Linked DNA regions of Zea mays: region 2 is linked to region 1. The links are chromatin contacts, called in public Hi-C maps. All regions are on one chromosome and are shown on one strand. Each heading gives the region's core, a stretch centred on a gene start, on an enhancer-like site or on the middle of the called end of the contact. The rest is flanking DNA. Distances are from core to core; before and after follow the strand shown.

The links. A called contact is a pair of places that touch in the nucleus more often than the background predicts.
Region 2: a Hi-C map of leaf shows a contact between it and region 1, with 6 times the contacts expected there. The contact joins the promoter of LOC109940767 here to the promoter of LOC100283094 in region 1. A contact is called at or near these places in 3 of 25 Hi-C or Micro-C datasets (ear, leaf and tassel) and 1 of 3 datasets of contacts at active chromatin or transcription factors (leaf).

The regions. Positions count from the first base shown.
Region 1 is chr7:178,598,981-178,603,986 of Zm-B73-REFERENCE-NAM-5.0, forward strand. LOC100283094 (proteasome subunit alpha type 3) reads left to right here and starts at 2,618. Exons shown (of 11, transcript NM_001155996.2): 1 at 2,618-2,879; 2 at 4,023-4,178; 3 at 4,285-4,324; 4 at 4,432-4,515; 5 at 4,849-4,922; 6 at 5,001-5,006. The coding sequence starts at 4,075.
Region 2 is chr7:178,896,058-178,901,063 of Zm-B73-REFERENCE-NAM-5.0, forward strand. LOC109940767 (SWI/SNF complex component SNF12 homolog) reads left to right here and starts at 2,986. Exons shown (of 2, transcript XM_020540973.2): 1 at 2,986-4,702; 2 at 4,804-5,006. The coding sequence starts at 3,183. The coding sequence ends at 4,882.

The sequences.
Region 1 (5,006 bases), core at 1,368-3,867:
TAGTACTCAAAAACAATTCACCAAGTCTAGAAACATACCTTGTCTTTGATTTGCACCTTTTGCTTGTTTAGCACATAAGAGTTCAAAACATTTGTGTTGGACACTTAATCACCAAAACAATTATAGAAATGGCCCAAGGGGACATTTCCCTTTCAAGTGCGAACTAGAAGGCAAAGTATTGCATGCAGGATCTCGACGAGGCGACGAGCTGACGAGTAATGAGGAGGCAAGGTGGCGATGTAGCGGGCGAGTTAGGTCACCGACTAACCAGTCAATCGATGACCTAATAAGTGAGTGAGCCACGAGTGGGCTTACACTAGGGAAGAGAATCGAATGGCTCAGGTGGAGAGTGGACTAAGCAGTGAAGCATCGAGAGAAAAATAGATTAAAACCTAGTTTTCATTAGATTTGTCCGTACTTACTATATAAAAGTTTGTTTATTTTATTGTGTACCTAAATCTAGGTATAAGGGGTTCGAAAATTGAGATGAGGCCATAGCCCACCTTGCCCACCCCTTGGATCCGCCCCTGAGCTTGGTGCATTCTCTCAAAATGAAATCTAGTGCAGTTCTGAGCGTCACACATCACCGTGATCACTAGAGACACATAATATTGTTGCACAATGCAGTCATGCAGATATAGCCCTAGACGTGTGTTGCTAATGTTTTTTGGTAATAAACTTCCAACTCATCGTGATCAGAGAGTAGCTAGCACAGCCGTCTGGAGTATTAACACTCTCCTAGCTCGAGTAGCTAGCACTAGTACTCCGTACTGGCACTTTATCAAATGCTTATTGATCAATGTAATGCCTGTAGATGTCATAATTTATCGGCACTAGTAGTTTTGTCCCGCATGTAGCGGTGTAGACAAATTCTGTCTATGTTTGATCGATCCCTTTGGATGTATTACACCTGCTTGTTGATCATTCGGGCATTCTGCTTTTGATCTTTGCCGCACTCACCTGCAACAAAGCAAGAACCAGATCAGAAGCATCAGCAGACAAGGAGGGATGGCGGTAGGATGAGCTGCTAAGGATGGACGACTAGCTAGCGTACTGGTGGGTTGAAAACCTAAAATCACTATTTTCGAATACCCGTCGGGTACCCGCGGGTAAGAAATCAAATCCATACGTGACCCGATTTTATTACGAGTCAGGTACGGGATAAGACCTGCTGGTCAAATTTTGTGTTCAAACCCATACCCGACGAGTCGGATATCCGATGAATATCCCTACTCTGAACGAATGTAGGATCATACCATGACTAAACCGAGAGGGCTAGAATGAGGGGAACTTACAACACCCCTCCCTATCAACCACTCATAATCTGATTATAAATATATTTACTCACATCGCTTGACTAGTTGCTTCTATGCTGCCACAAACTTATCTTGCATTATCGTTGATACAATGACTGTCGCAATTTTTCCATGAAATGTTTCACTAGCAAGCGTGAAATATTGAGAAGTGGAATCCAATGTATCAACATAATCTGCCTAGAAGTGGAATTCAATATATCAACATCATCTAGGGTCTTTTTTGTAAATATCTAATGGCCTTCTTAACTACTTTTTCCAGTGTTCTGTGCCTAGATTTACTTGATATTTGTCAAGCATTCCGATTGTACATTCTAGGTGTGGACAAGTACAAGTTTAAGCATACATAATGCTCCCAATAGTTGAAACATAATATTGACTTCATCTAGTTTTTCTCATACCGATTTTTGGGACATTTATAATTTGCAAACTTATCACCCTTGACTAATTTTATAATCTCATCAAACTTAAGGTACCAACGTCTAGAAGTTTATTTTAATCCATAAATAGACTTTTTAGGCGGCATCCCATATTTTTCTCTCTTATGACAAAACCTTTAGCTAGCAACTCTACATTCGTAAATGTTATCTTTACATTTGTTTTATGGAATTCTAAATCATAATGAACTACTAATGTCATGATTACCCTAGATGAATCTTTTCTTGGAAAACCTTGAGCAACTCTGTTCATGAACATTTTGATTATTAACAAAAGATGTGTCTTTTCTCAAAAAAGATTTAAGTTGACCCTAATTGAACATAACTTTTCACTTGGCATGTTTATTAATACAAACAAGATACCATCACAAAGCGCACAAAAATAATTAGATAAGTTTATGTTAAAATATTAACCTATTGCTAATCAGGTATATAACATCGGGTGTTATAATCGGTTTATGAGAGGAAGAGAAAATAATCTCATGGTTAAAGTAAATGGAAAATATGAGGTGCAAACTAATAAATCTATATCGTTATATAATCTAGCAGTTTAAACTTTGTAAAGCACGCCCAATTAAATCACTCCACACCTATAACGAGTCAACTAAATCCACCAAATAAAGTGCACTTAGATTTAACACACTATCAATTAGCAAAGCCAATTAATTGTCTGAGCTAAGTCGATACCAATGGTGACTGATTGTTCTATAGTTTTAAGATCGAGAGGTGGATAAGTATCGTGAAATGAAACTGTTCTTCACGGATTTTTTCTCAGCTGCTCACCCACACTATGACGGTGGCAAAAGAGGTTATCGAGTCGTTTCAAGTTAGACGTGGGCTTGAACTTGAGCCCACCGCACTGGCCATGTCGAGCGCGGGCCAACAAAAAAAGTGATGTTTTCTTCTCTCTTTCGATCTAGGCCCGACCCGACCCGATCCGGATCCGGACTATGGTCTGTCTATATTGAATAATCACTCTTCTCCGTTCACACCCTGTGCGCGCGGGCTCTCTTCGTCGTGCGGCAACTGCGCGACCGCCGACGCCCGACGGCAGGTGCACCAGGTCTTCGTCGACCCCTTCGCAAGGCCTCGGTTCCATCCTTCGCCGGAGGCGACCGCCCGTCAACAGGTATGCTCACCCTTTCTCTTCCGGCCCCGCTCTGCGAAACCGGGCATCTAAACCCTAACTTAATCTATTTCGCTATTTGTATTCGGATCTGATCTAGTTACGAGCGTATACAGTTTTTGTGTGTGTGTGCGCGCGCGCCAAAAAGAAGTTATTTGACGTAAGTCTACACTCCACCGATATCCCCTACCGGGACTGTCCACCCCCAGTGGCGGAGCCAGCCCTAAATCGGAGCCTGGGCACCATTATAAACTTCTAAATTTCACTTAAAGTCTCTATTCAACAGTATAATTTGAATCGACAATATAATTTGATTCAACAACAACACTTCAATTTGATTCACTAGTTGAATCAAACATTTGAATGTCCGAACACACAATAGAGAGTTACTGAGTTACAGACCTCATGTGTCCTGTCCTCCACTATTCAGTCTCGTACTCTTGTTCCTCACCTCAACAGTTGAGGCCTTCAGCCTTGAGGGTGCTGGCACAGTGGTGGCCCTGGTCGTCTGGAGAGGGCGAGCGCCATGGGCTGAGTGGATTCCAAGGGCTGAGTGGATTCCAAGGGCTGAGTGGACTGCAGAGGGCACTGACGGCTGGCAGGTGGCCGCACACATGCTGCTGCTGCTGCTGCCTGCTGGCGAGGTGAAGCATGAGGTCGCAAGCGGAGGGTGGGGGCTGTGGCGCTGCGCTGTGTGCACCTGCGCCTGCGCACTGCCGCTGGCCGCTGCTACTGGCCTGCTGCTGGCGAGCGAGGGCGGGGCTGGGGCTGGTTGCCGAGGGCGGGGCTAGGGCTGGGGCTGCGCCTGTGCGGGAGGAGGAGGGAGCCGGCTGGCGAGCAGGATGCAGCTGTCCGCTGTGGTGCACTAGGGTTTGGGCGGGATGCGAGGGCGGGCTGACGGCATGATGCTGGCGAAGGCGCTGGCGTCTCAATCTGGGCCGCTCCCACATGGGCCGCCAAAGGCCTAAGCCTGGGCATGCGCCTGGGCTGGCCGCACTGTGCCCCTGCCACACTCCGTCCCTCTTCCCTGGTGTGTTTTCAAAAAATATTTTTTGGTGTTGTGTGATGGTAAATACTCCTATATGTTTATGTACTGATGAATTTTGTGTGGATTACCTAACTGAGGTTTTGGTGTTATGCTTTCAGGACTTGATCTACTACTCACTAGCGGTGTAGAGGTGAAGATAAGAACTTGACCATGAGCAGCATAGGCACAGGTTATGATTTGTCTGTCACGACCTTCTCCCCAGATGGTCGTGTCTTCCAGGTCGAGTATGCCACCAAGGCCGTCGACAACAGCGGGTCTGCCTCCCACTTCCTATAGTGTTTTGCTTCACTTATTATTCCCTTTTCTCTGTTCTATGTAATCTTACTTGGTTATTGTTGATGTCATGGTATTTATGAACAGGACTATTGTTGGGATCAAGTGCAAAGATGGCATTGTCCTGGTAAGATTTGTCCTTCTCAATCTTTTTCTTTTGGTTCAGTGCTAAAGTTATCTGAGTTGCCCAAGTCTGGATTTGATCGGATCCTTATTTGGTGGTTGGTCCTTTAGGGTGTCGAGAAGCTGGTAACCTCAAAGATGATGCTGGAAGGATCAAACCGAAGGATCCATTCGGTGCACCGTCACTCTGGCTTGGTAATGCCTTTACAAGTGACCCAAAAATGATGTGGCTTTGATGCAAAATCATGCTGTTGATAAATAAATAGGGGAGCAGGATTAAAATTCCGCCTTGGCCTTCTAACCTGTACGGGTGAATATAGGAGGATCTTAAAAGCATGCTCTATTACCTGTATTCCTAAATAATCAATTGTTGATGTAAACTATTAAAGATGTATATATTGAGATCTTTGTTCTTTTGAATTTTCTTGTGGTGATAACCTATTCTTTTCTTGGAAAGGTTCATGTTCCATTTGCCATTTTTTATGAACCATGTGTGTTTTCACAAATTACTTTTATTGTCATCTGCAGGCTGTTGCTGGTTTAGCAGCAGATGGCAGGCAAATTGTTTCAAGGACCAAATCAGAAGCTGCCAGTTATGAAAAGTAAGCACCTAGTCTTTTAGACCATCTGATGCAAGATTTTTTATGACTATTATGTGTTCTAAAATTTTAATGGACCAGGGTCTA
Region 2 (5,006 bases), core at 1,736-4,235, 300 kb after region 1:
CTAGACTGCGGCTGTAAATTATATGGTGACCAGGGGCTCTCTTGCAAGAATCATGGACCTATTTGTTGTTTTCTGTAACCAAATGTGGACGGTGGGTTTATTCCATAACAATCCAGGGGGCTCTTATGGAAAAGGCTACGGTCGATGGGGTATGTGTTAACACCAGTTACTCGATCTCCCCTCAAAGGCCAAGATTAGATCATACCCTTTAAGCAAACTCGTATTATTTGGATCGTCAGATTTGGAATCACTGGTGTTGGTCACTTGTTCTCGATTGCTATGCATGATCAAAACAAGGCAACACAATGTCAAAACGATAATCAACCTTTGTCCTTAAGCAGTTATCTCCTTCGAAGATGAAGGTTAAAGCTTAACCGAACAAGCCATGACTTAATCGCATAAATAAGTAAAATAAGTAAAGAATGTAAAGGAATCTTAGAATGTAAAGGAATCTTAACATACTTACTCCTCAGATGTATTGATATCATATTTCTCCTCTTTCGTACAATGAATTTACAATTGTACATTCGGTTATAAAGAATGTGTTAGAACAAAGGTGCTTTGAAGAAAAGATTACACACATCAATTGTCCGGTCCTTCAGAAGGTACTTTATGCAGGGCATTGTTCATATATTTATACGGAACCGTACAACTTCGTACGAAATTACATTTACACCCACAAGGATTACACATAGGATTTACAAATAATATAAGGACAACATTGTCTTTTGCTTTCAGCATTCAGGGTGACTCTTTCTCCTTGCATTGTCTCCCTCTGTTGCTATGACGAAGCTAGTTTTGTCGCCCCTTCATCGTCCAGCATCGAAGGTGTTCTAGTGCCGAAGCTCCTGCAATACTTGGCAACATGTTGATAACCAATGGTTAAACGTGTTTTTGAGGACATTCAAAAGACGAAGGCCCCCAACAGTTGGTGCTTACTGCTTGAGTCCCCAAACCGCCCGATTAAGATCTGACACCCCAGTAAATCATAGCCGAAGGGGTGAGTCTTTCTAATCTTGGACATGCCTCTGGAATCAGATGACTCTCATATATACCCTCCCCCACGACGACCGACTGTGGCGGTGCTGAGCTGCACCGCGGCGGTGCCACACTAGAGTACCGCGAATCCGACGCCCCAATGCACTATATGGTACGTGGACATGGGCAGAAGATAGAGGGGTAGATGGCAAACGCGTGAAGCATCGACTTATCCACAGACAGAAGGCAACCAGGGCCTGCCAAATGGAGCTCCAATGGCTTCTAGGTCCCTTGGGGCTATAAATGGGACCCCTAGGTGCATGGAGCATTACACCAAGCATCTATCGAACATTCTACAACACTGAGACATCACATTCACGCCTTTGCTTCGCTAGATTGAGATTCGAGCAAGTATTTTGAGCTGTAATTCCGTTGTGTTGTCTCTTGTGCTCCTCTCTCAACTTGTGTGTGTATGTTGCTGTGATTTTGTCTCTTGTGTGTGTTTCTACTCCCCCATACTTTTGCGGTTTATTTGAGATCAACTGTGTAAGGCGTGAGAGACTCCAAATTGTGGAGATTCCTCACAACGGGAAAAACTTGAGATAAGAAAGAGAACCGTGGTACTCAAGTTGATCATTGGATCACTTGAGAGGGGTTGGATGCAACCCTCGTCCATTAGGACACCACAACGTGGAGTAGGCAAGAATTTTACGTTTGACCGAACCACGGGATAAAAATCGATGTCACTGTCTACTTTACCTTATTGCGATTTCACTCTTTCTAGCATTTCACTTCACTTACAATATTGCTCTAAGTTTAATACTCACCTTGTGAGAGCAATTAAGTGAAGAAGTTCTCTCCCCCTCACACTCTTTATTCGAACTTGGTTTTTTATCTTACTAAACCAATTGTAGACCAAGTTTGTTTTGTTGAGCTATTTTTACAGGATCACCTATTCACCCCCTAGGTGCTCTCACTTTAGATATGATATTTTCATTGACCAAAGATGAATTACAAGTTCAGTGAACAAGCCACAGAGCTTTTAACATTATATATTTCTTTGGATCCTAACGATTCTTTCAGTTCATTGAAAATTGATGATGTATGCTCTCTACCTGTAAAGTTCTACCATATCGATATTTTAGAGCAAGAAAGAAGTCGTGAGGCTTCAATTATAATATTTTACATTTCATGTGCCTACATATTTTATTTTACAAAATATGATAATCATTGTCGATTTTCGTCAGTGACCAACATAAATTAGAACATCAGGTGAATATGATTATTTGACCCCTTCAGGGTCGTCTCTGAGTTCTTTAGGCCCCATTGCAAAAATTGAAAATATTCCCTATAACCTATAGTATATGGAGATAAAAGTATTCTAAAATAAGTTGTTTTATACTTGATCTATTGTTATATTCTTGCCCTCTTATGTTATCTATTTTAAAGTTAAGATTTTATAGTTTAATTTACAAAATATCAAACAATATTTGCATTTTATATTATTTATATTGAGAACACTCAAAAAATGATGCCCAAAAAGTTAGGGGCCCTGTGCTGTTGGCTGTTGCCCTAGGTGGTAGAGAGGCCTCGCCCCTTTATATTTTATTCCTAGCTCCGCTACTATGACCAACACATCACCAACAACACCTAGATCCATGTTGGAAATGTCACATCAGCAAAATCACTCACTAAAAATACCGATGGATTATTTGACTGATTTTATAAAGTTGAGGGGTTAAATAACTAATTTTGAAGATGAGAGATAAAATAGATTATCCTTTAAATTGAGAGGTTATATATCTTTTCTGTTTTAGGGTCAATATAAAACTGGTTTCATACTTTTTGAATTAAAATAAAATTTAGAACATTTTTTAGTATTAAGTATTTTTAAAATGTATATTATATTCTCGAAAAATATTGATTATTTTTAAAATTATTATTATTGAGTCGACAAATAAAAAATTATTTCATAGTTGAACTAGGTTAGGTGGACTTTTTCTTTCTACGGCTGAACCGCTCAAAGTCACGGAAGCATTAGAGAGCCCGGCCCACGCAAGGCCCAACCATCTCTCCATCTATCATCCTCCCCGAATCGCCCTCAGTCGCCAACCTCTCTCCCGTCCAAACCCTAGCTAAGCTCCCCCAATCCCCTCTGCACCGAGATCCGATCTCGCCCTTCTGGCCGCGGGACAGTCGCCGCCATGGCCTCCGGCGGCAACCCCAACCCGACCGGCGCCCCCAGTCAGCCGCGTCCGCCGCATACGCAGCAGCAGCCTCCACCGGGCGGCTCACCGGCGGCGCCCATGACCCACCTCCGCCCTCCCTCCCTCTCCGGCTCCCCCTTCAAGGGCCTCTTCCACACGCCGCCCACCCACAATCCCGCCTTCCAGATCCACATGGGCGCCTCGTCCTCGCCCCAGAATCCGCTCATGACCGCCACCGCAGGCTCGGCCAAGCGGCCCCCGCAAAAGCCCCCTATCCGACCCCCGGCACCCGGCTCTACCTCGTCGGCGGCCGCCGCCTCGGCGGCTGCCGCGTACAAGGCCGCGGCCGCGGCGGCGGCCGTGGCCAATTCTGGGGGCGTCGACCTCACCCCCGCCGCGCGGCGCAACAAGAAGCGCAAGCTCCCGGTGAAGCAACTCCCTGACCGCGTCGCCGCGCTTCTCCCAGAGTCCGCGCTCTATACGCAGCTGCTCGAGTTCGAGGCCCGCGTGGACGCCGCGCTCGCGCGGAAGAAGGTAGACATCCAGGAGGCGCTCAAGACGCCGCCCTCGCTCCAGCGCACACTTCGCATCTACGTCTTCAACACCTTCGCCAACCAGGGGCCGCGCACCATCCCACCTCCCAAGAATGCCGATCCGCCAACCTGGTCCCTCAAGATCATTGGTCGCGTGCTTGAGGACGGCGCCGAGCTGGATCCTGCCAGTGTTGTGCCCAAGCACAACCCAGTTTATCCCAAGTTCTCCCAATTCTTCAAGAGGGTGACGATAGCGCTGGACCCGTCTCTGTACCCAGAGAATCCACTCATCATCTGGGAGAATGCACGGGCAGCTGCCCAGCAGGAAGGGTTTGAGGTAAAGAGGAAAGGGGATAAGGAGTTTGTTGCAAACATTCGGCTGGAGATGAACTACAGCCCTGAGAAGTTCAAGTTATCACAGCCGCTTATGGAGGTGCTTGGGGTGGAGGTGGACACTCGTGCACGGGTGATTGCTGCCCTCTGGCAGTATATTAAAGCAAAGAAGCTTCAGAACCCAAATGATCCTTCCTTCTTCATGTGTGACCCTCAATTGAAGAAGGTGTTTGGGGAGGACAAGCTCAAGTTTGCAATGTTGTCACAGAAGATATCTCAGCATCTGTCTGCCCCACCACCCATCAATTTGGACCACAAGATTAAGCTGTCAGGGAATGGAGCACATAGCAGTGCTTGCTATGATGTGCTCGTGGATGTTCCTTTCCCGCTGCAGAAAGAGATGATGGCGTTCCTTGCCAACACAGAGAAGCACAAGGACATTGAGGCTTGCGACGAGGTGATATCTGCTTCGATCAAGAAGATCCATGAGCACCGCAGGAGGAGGGCATTCTTCCTGGGTTTCAGCCAGTCCCCAGTGGAGTTCATCAATGCATTGATAGCTTCCCAGAGCAAGGATTTAAAGCTGGTCGCCGGCGAGGCGAATAGAAACATTGAGAAGGAAAGACGTGCTGACTTCTATAACCAACCATGGTATGCTCTTTAGCTGACCATTGATTCTTATTACTTGAGTATTATATTATATATATGTATCCATGTGCTGATGAGATCATTTCTGTGCCACGATTAAATAGGGTCGAAGACGCCGTTATAAGATACTTGAACCGCAAACCAGCTAATGAGGGCCCAGGTGGTGGTGCTGGTGGTTCTTGAGGCATGGATTTCTCCTAGTGCGGTTTTGGTGTAGAAACAAATTATCTGTTCTGTATTGATAGTAAAAATCAGATGTATTTGCAAAGAGAATTGTTCAGTGTTGTGAAAGGATGTTCAGGCTAGT